Regions from separate parts of the Ovis aries genome. Here region 1 is linked to region 2. The links are chromatin contacts, called in public Hi-C maps. All regions are on one chromosome and are shown on one strand. The core of a region is the stretch at or near the end of the contact, and the rest is flanking DNA. Distances in the headings are between cores, read along the strand shown.

Region 1 (4,283 bases), core at 194-2,693, 62 kb after region 2:
CCCCATCTTAGACAAATAAAAGGCTACGCTTGAGGGCCTGTGAGGGTGACGACTCAGAGAACAAAACAGCCGACTCTCGAGCCCATCTGTGAACGCTCTTATGGAGAGGAGGACAAGGAGAATAAATTGGAACAAGAACCAAGGTTTTGGTGTCACACTGGCCTGAAATGAAATTTTGGTTTTGTACTTATAAGATTGGTGTTCATAAACAAGCTATTTTATGTCTGTAAAGTGGGGAACCCAGTAAGGGCGGAAAGAGAAAGTACAGTTCCTGCCCCTGATTTGGAGTAACTATTCAACAAACCTTAGCTTTCCTACTTAAATCCCATATTTGGAAAAGCTGGCACTTTTCACTGGAAGAAATAATTATTACTCTTAATTCTTAGTAATTGGTTAAAAGCACCCAAGGTTTTCCATCTTGCTCTGACTGTAACTTTTGCTAGACTTTCGATAAAATAAACTTTTATACTTAAAAATGGGAGTAGTACAGTTAAAAATTGTCCTTTTTGAATGTTCCCAACTTGAAACATTAATCTCATTTTAAGAACCTATATTACTCAAGAGTCCTGTTTAAATTCATTCTTGGTACAATTGTCTGCGTCAGTGACTGATAAATACCAGCCAACTTCCAAAACCAGGGGTTACTTTCATTTTAAGTGAGTTTTAGCAGACGATATTGCCATTTGCTATTGTGGTGAGTGTGTGACAGCACAGTCTGAGTTCCCTAAAAAATCCTGCTGACATTTCTGTTCCCACATATAAAAGATAATTTAGATAAAGACCATTTAAATAAAGACAAAGATAATTTAAATAAAGATAATTTAGAGCTCCTGAAATCCTAGTAGGTCTGCTTACCAAGCACTGAAATACATTTGATGGGTATGAGTCTTTTAAAGTGGCCTTGGGGTAGGGTTTCTAGAGGGGACCTAAAGAAAAGCACCCTGCTTTTCTGGGACATGGACAAGTTTAGCCGATAGCACTGTCCTAAAGACACCTGGCCAGGGTCCTTGCCTCACTCGCCTCTGCAAAGCACAAGTGCCCTTTAAGATTCCTTTTCAATCCTTGAATTCTCTGACTCCAAGTCTGTCAGAACACAGAAAGTTTCACAGTAACATAAAAAGCACGAAAAGCCAAAAAAATAATAACTGGTCTTAGTGGCCAGAGCAGCTGTGCTTCCTACACTTATCACAGGTTTCGGCTTTGTAAATTAATTCGTCTGCAAATAGCGCCCTGACTCCGGACGCAGCTTCGATACTGGAGCACTGGTTTCTTAAGGATTTAAGTTTAAAGTCAAGGGCTTCCTGCTCTAGGTGTTACAAATAAGTAGTGTCGTTTTCTTTTTGCTCCGAGTTTGTTCATCCAATCATATCCCAGTATGCAAATAAACCTTAGCCCAAGCAGATAAAAAGGAACAAATAAAGCCAAGTGCTCTATCAGAACCAAATCGCTGAGCCTGTCACCTGTGTTCAGGAGCAGAACCAACAATGTCGTCCTCAGCCATGCCAGACGTACCTGCCCCACTCACCAATTTGCAGTTTAAATATACTAAGGTTAGTACAACTTCTGCTTGCTGCTTTGCCTCAGCTTTATAAAAACTACATTTATTTAAAGCACAAAAGGTCAATTTAAGTAAACTGGTGTAGAGAGCCCTTTGCAAATATAAAAATAAAAGGCTTGCAAAATGCAGGTCTGGGTTTAGTGTCTTGATCACATAATGAATTCTAAATCGTATCAGGCAACTTTTCAGAAATTTATTTCTTAAAATATTTCTAAGTAAAAGGAATGCTCTTCACTGTAATAGGTTCTTGTGCCAGGATTCAGTGGACTTTACTAAGCAGTTCTATTAACTTTAGGCAGAGCACCCAGCATGTATAAGAGAGGCAAATACTTACTAGAGAAACTTACTGGAAACAGGCAAACAAATGGAAAATTGGGTGGTTTTTTTTTTTTAAGGAAAATAGAGAGAGAGAGAAACAGAGTATAGTGAAGTAAAACAGAGCATACTGAAGTAACATGATTTTTATATATGTCAAATGAGTGTTAAAATTGAAAGACCTGAATCTGATAATTGGATGAAGGAAAACTCCAGTTACAAAAAACTACATGGTCCTTGCATTATTTAGCATATTTGGGAAAAGAAAGCCTTCTTATTTACTTCTTCAGCCAAATTTGTTGCCATTGGAGCCGGCATGTAATTGTTAGCTGATAAATATTTAGAGAAAAAAGAGCAGGAGCCAGACCCAGACTTAAAAATCCACAGTTAGGGAGAAGGAGGAAATGGATCCTATTTGAGTCAATCAAGAGTATCTCTGAACTTTGCCTGTTTCACACATTCCTGCTTTCTAGTCAGAGCCTAGAACTTTCAGAGAAACAAATAAACAAAACCAATCTAACCAAGATCATTTAAGAAATGAGATTTATGGTGTGATGCGGAAAGGAAAGTAAGGAAGGAACTATTCCCACTCAGGGAGAGCCACTTTGCTGTCTGATTAACCAAGGAAATTCCAAGAGCACTGTAAGTTTATGATAAAGTCCTGCTATTATTGTTTCCTTACTTGTAACCATGGATGGTTTTGAAATTCTAGTCTGTTAAATTTTCATTTTCATAAGCACAACAAATGAGGAAGTTGTTCAGCTGACTGGCTCTTTTCCTTAGAAAAGTGTCTGCAGAGATCAGATTGTGCCTTTAACATGATCGACCAACAGTTATAAAGTGTATTAAAGTATTATTTTTACAAGGTTTTATTAAAAGGGAAAATATTTTTTTGTCCATTTGATTTTATTCCAAATGGGAACATGAAAAATGCGATTGAGACTATACCCTCCAAAGATTTTGCACTTGGCAAAAGCACGCCTAGCAGATAACAAGACTCCAGTTTTCCCAACTTTCTTACTGTTTGTCATTTGCAAGATATTTCAATCCAGAGTAAATACATTTAAAAATGCGTTCATTTTATAAAGATCAAAACCACTGGCAATGATTGAATTATCTATCCCCGTACTATTATAACACAGTTTTGTTTTGTTTTCCCCCATGATACTGGGAAGATATTTTGATAGTCTGAATGTCACATTTTCTGGTAGTCTGAATGTCACATCTTTTAAAAATTTGGTTTGCAAAAGTTTGAAGTCTTCCTTGTCTGTGAATTTCCAGCGAACTCTAACATGAAATATTCTTTCTACTGAACTAAGCTTCTATAAGTACTTATTAATTAAACATGTGAGAAACACTAGTGGGCAAATGAGATAGTCCTCAAAATATATATACAAACACAGATCTAGTGATTCTTTAACATATGAGATGATTTTAAGATTAATATCGCCTGTTCATTTAAAAGTCATTACACAAGAACACCCTCTAGGGAAACTAACTGACCTACGTGCTCAAAAGGAGGCAAGATTCCAAGCAGGAATTTGCTCTTGCATATAGGAACTTTTCTGGGTAAAAATACCCAACGCAAGCAAGTCAGTGAATTTCGATTGCTCACACATCTTCTCTATAAATCTGTTCTGCTCAGATAGCATTTTATTGTCTGATTTATTGGTTACAGCATTTTCACACTTGGGAGGACACCAGTTATGTATGTAATTAAATCTAAATGGGTGAGCTTTTTCAAATGCCTTTGCATTTTCTTTTTACTGTGCCTAACTGAAGAACTGTATTGGATTTGCACTTGCAAGAGGAGTTGGAAAAAGATGGTTATTAGCTAACTTTCCTGGTTGCAAACAAAATAAGCAAGGGACTTTATAGTGTCTGAGAAATTACCTTCTATAGCAAGCCCCTAAACTACGTTATTTTCCTTGCACTGTTTTAGTGTTCATGTTTATTATCATTAGAATATGTTGGTTGTTGGGGCAAGGTGGAGGAAAGAGGCAAGCAAGACTGAGTAACAGAAAACAATTGCAACTACGGTAGAAGAACTATACATGCTCTCAAGCTTGAGGCTGCTTCTAGTCCAAACAAAAGATCCCATTGATGCATAACTTTTATGACTTTACAGTCTACTTTCTTTTTTAAGGTACATGAAACAGAGATTAGCGTTTAAGAAATACTTTATAAAATGATACCAAAGTTTTTGGAATTTAAAATCTCAGTAACATTAGTATAAATGCACTCAAACTCAGAGTCTGTCTCTATCCTCATATCCCCTCGCCCCTTTCCAATTCTAAACAAATTCTAAACAAAATCTCTGCCAGCTCTCTGCTCATCCTTTTAAAGGATGAGTTTCTTGGGAAATTGTGTGATCTCTGAGAAAACTACATTGCCTCCCTCTGCCTTGGTT
Region 2 (3,916 bases), core at 638-3,137:
TGTATGTGACAAACTATTTTCAAAGGGACTCATATACACAGTAATTATCATCAGGATTCAAACAATGTAATAAGAACAGAACGGACATTTCTTCAAAATTTAGCATATCAACAAATGCTTCTAATGATTCTGAAACACAGATACTCATCACGGCATAATTTAATGCAAAGTATTTAACACATCCAAAAATGAGGGAATGATGATTTATGATATATTAGCATATCTATGCACTATGGACTTCCCTGGTAGCTCAGACGGTAAACGCGTCTGCTTACAATGCAGGAAACCCGGGTTCGATCCCTGGGTCGGGAAGATCCCCTGGAAAAGAAAATGGCAACCCACTCCAGTACTCTTGCCTGGAAAATCCCATGGATGGAGGAGCCTGGTAGGCTATAGTCCATGGGGTCGCAAAGAGTCAGACACGACTGAGCAACTTCAATTTCTTTCTATGGAGATATGTTAATACTCTATGTGGACAACAACACTGTGATTGTGGATTATTTAACAATAAGTAAAGATGCTAACAGTATATTAGATTATTAAGTATAAGAGTAGGTTTCAAAACTTTCATGCAGAATATGATTCTAGTTTCTGCAAAAATAAGATGTGTATGTGGACACAGAAAACAGACTTATGGTTACCAAAGGGAAAGGGGTGAAGGAGAGATAAATTATGAGTATGGAATCAATGGATATATAAAATAGATTAATGACAAGGACTTATATATAACACAGGTAACTATATTTAATATTTTGAGAAGAATCAAACAAAATAAGATATATGTATAACCAAATAACTTTGCTGTACTCCCAATAACACAATATTGTAAGTCAACTATACTTCATTAAAAAATGTGTGTGTGTATGTGTGTGTTTGTCTGTGTGTAATAAGGGCAAAAGATATACCAATTTTTTAAACTGTAGGATTATAGGAGACATATTATTTTGCCAAGTTTTACTCAATAAGTATATACTGCTTTTATAATATGGAAAGTAAGCCAATTCAAGTTGCTTTTATACATGTTGTGCAGTAGACTAAATTAACGATCAGTTTTGTGCTGAGCTGAATATTAACATAATGTATATCATCTCCAAACCCATCCTTCTATACTCCGCTCTGTGATACCTAGGTTTCAACTTTGCAAATAGTCTGCCTCCTTTCCAGCAAGTTTCCTGTTAGATTCTACCAGTGGGGGCACAACAGAGACTGAAAGGCAAACGGAGAAAAGGGAGATGTTCTTCCCATTTGCTCATTTACTTGGGTGTCATCCCAGCAGTGGCCTGTCACATCGGGATTTGTTTCACTCGGCAGCTTATGGCAGCACTCCCAGAACAAGGCTTACTGCACCCCCTTGGTAGTACTAGCATAAACCCGGCAGTGTCCTCTCCCAATTACTGACTTCCCCTAACTCAGTCACTCCTAAAACTAATCATGTGTGAGGGGAAGCAAAGCAAGAGAGGGCTCCCCTTCCACATATCAATGCTGAGCTCACACACTAGGCTGCACCCTGAGTGGGCAGTGTGTACCCCAATGGTGGGGCAGGTGGAAGAGGTTGGCAGGCCCATCAGATTGGCAGGGCAGTAAATCATCTTATTCAGCAATTCTCTTTAAAAACTGTTATGATACAGCAGAGTTCAAGTCCAGGAGTAGAAATGTATAGTAACTGAGGACAAAGGTTGGGACCTCACCCATGGCTTGTTGGAACAGACCCTGTTTGAGCTCTGCCTCGATTCTGTCACCTGAATCAAGGAGATTCACTTGTTTTTGTCACCTGAATCTGCCAGCTGGGGAGTCACAGGCCAGGGCCAGGAGTTCCTCAACTGAGTACACTGGCCTTTTGTGTTGGCTAGGCAAGACAAAAGGTCATGATGTCCCAGAGGGAATCAGTACTGTCCCATGCAACGGAACTGAAACAGGGAGCAATAAGAACATTCACATTCCTCTGGCTACGGTGACCCTGAACTATTCTGATTTCATGAAGACTATACACAGTCTTGGAAGTTGCACAAGACCTGGCAGCCACTTTTAGACTTCTTATGGCTCCTGGGACACTTACAGCGATAATTCAAATGCTGTACAATTAGAGAAATCTTTATGCGTTGATTCTCAAATAAAAAGGTATGCATGGGGATATGAACCAGCTAAAATAAGTGAATGCTATAGACTTATTATAAATTTGCTAGAACAGGGTAAAAGTTGAGATTTTAAACTGACTAATGTTTTTTATTCCTCTCACATTTTTATATGAGTGATTACAGATGATGAAAAGAATGTTGTGGATTAAGTAAAATTTCAGATCTTGTAAAGCAGTTGTTGCTTAGTAGCTCAGTTGTGTCCAATTCTGTGACCCCGTGGGTTGCAGCACACCAGGCTTCCCTGTCCTTTACTGTCTCCTGGAATTTGCTCAAACTCATGTCCATTGAATCTATGATGCCCTCCAACCATCTCACATACTGTCACCCCCTTCTCTTCCTGCCCTCAATCTTTCCCAGCATTAGGGTCTTTTCCAACGGGTCAGCTCTTCGCATCTGGTGGCCAAAGTACTGGAGTTTCCACTTCAGCATCAAGTCCTTCCAATGAATAGTCAGGGTTGATTTCCTTTAGGATTGACTGATTTGATAGGATTGACTGGATTGACTGTAAATTAGGGGGAAGGGAAAACAAAGGAGAAATAAAAATTTGCACTGATGAACTGTAAAATTTACCTGTGTAATGTGGGAAGGTTTTTAAGAGTTTAGAAATAAATTAAGAAGGAGCTATGACCAAGAAAAAAGAGCTAGAAAAAAGAAAAGAAAAAGAAATGATTAATTAAAAAATAAAAAAAAGGCAAAAGAAGTTTCTTCAGCAAGTCTAGTGGTCCTGCCTGACCACTTGTAGCCTCACAGTGGCAGATTCTAAGATCCTAAGCATCTGGGTAAACAAGGCTGCTGCAGGGAGCCTCTGGAAAACCCCAAGAGGAGGACCACAGTGCAGACCTCTAGGATATGGGAGCAAATGGATTCTCTCTTGATACATTCTTTTCTTCTTTTTAGAAACAGTTCCTGGAGTGCTTTTGATCCTTCAGAGACTGAACTCCTGACCATGGGACTGTTGACTGAGGGAAAAAGAAAAAAAAAGCACAACCTTAAAACTGAGAGCTAAGCTTTATTTGGCAGACAAACTCAGGACTTCAGCCCAGGATGCAGCCTCTCTGATTGCTCTGAAGAGATAAGGGAAGAGTCAGGATATTCGGGAGTTTTTGCAACAAAGACCAGGTAGTCAGAACTTCCAAAGACTACCTGTAATTAATCAGAAAAGTAGACATCTCAAGTTAATGAATTTGGTGCTTTTCTATGTATGGGAAGGTACAAAAGTCTGGGTTCATTGAAATCATTCCCTTGATATGAACTTGAGCTGTCTGAGGGCAGCATCCTGTGCTTTTCAGTCCTGAGAGTCCTTAAAATGGCATCCTTAGGGTGCACCATTGAGGTTGGCTGTAGCAGCTGATGGCTTGATGGCTGCAATGTTCTTTGTTCACTGATATGGCAGGCAACATTTTTTCCCTCACAAGACATGAAATTGACCATCCAACCTGTAGTACCCATCATGAATGGGGTATTACATGGTCCACCAAACCAAGAGTTTGGGCAAGTAATTAATCATCAAGTGGATATGTTCTTAAGAGCTCAGGGTAGCTGCAGCCTTCCCTTGTATTTCAATGTCCCTCTTTGATACCCATCCTATTTGGTGCCTCTTCTTCTCTGATCTAAGGAATTTTCTTATGACAGAGGAAAACAGCTTGAGCTGTTTAAGGATGGATAGATTCTAAGGCAGGTGGCTCTCACACAATTTAGACTTCAATGGACACCAAAACTTTCAATAAACTGGAAATTAAAACTAATTTTCCTGGTCACTTCAGGCTCCTAATAGGATTGAA

Evidence for each region. Hi-C and Micro-C count contacts between places; a contact is called where the count stands out from the background.
Region 1: a Hi-C map of omental adipose tissue shows a contact between it and region 2, with 2.5 times the contacts expected there. The contact joins the promoter of ALDH1A1 here to the enhancer-like site in region 2. A contact is called at or near these places in 4 of 16 Hi-C or Micro-C datasets (liver, omental adipose tissue, skin fibroblasts and 1 more).

Annotation. Positions count from the first base shown.
Region 1 is chr2:63,747,849-63,752,131 of ARS-UI_Ramb_v3.0, forward strand. It overlaps ALDH1A1 (aldehyde dehydrogenase 1 family member A1), which reads left to right and starts at 1,444. Exons shown (of 13, transcript NM_001009778.1): 1 at 1,444-1,550. The coding sequence starts at 1,485.
Region 2 is chr2:63,685,649-63,689,564 of ARS-UI_Ramb_v3.0, forward strand. No RefSeq gene overlaps it. Among named protein-coding and RNA genes, the nearest start is that of ALDH1A1, 62 kb to the right of the region's middle. Within about 2 kb of position 1,888, at least 8 of the 54 cell types and tissues checked have an H3K27ac peak or open chromatin away from gene starts, as enhancers often do. A contact at or near this core is called in tail adipose tissue, where this site is marked.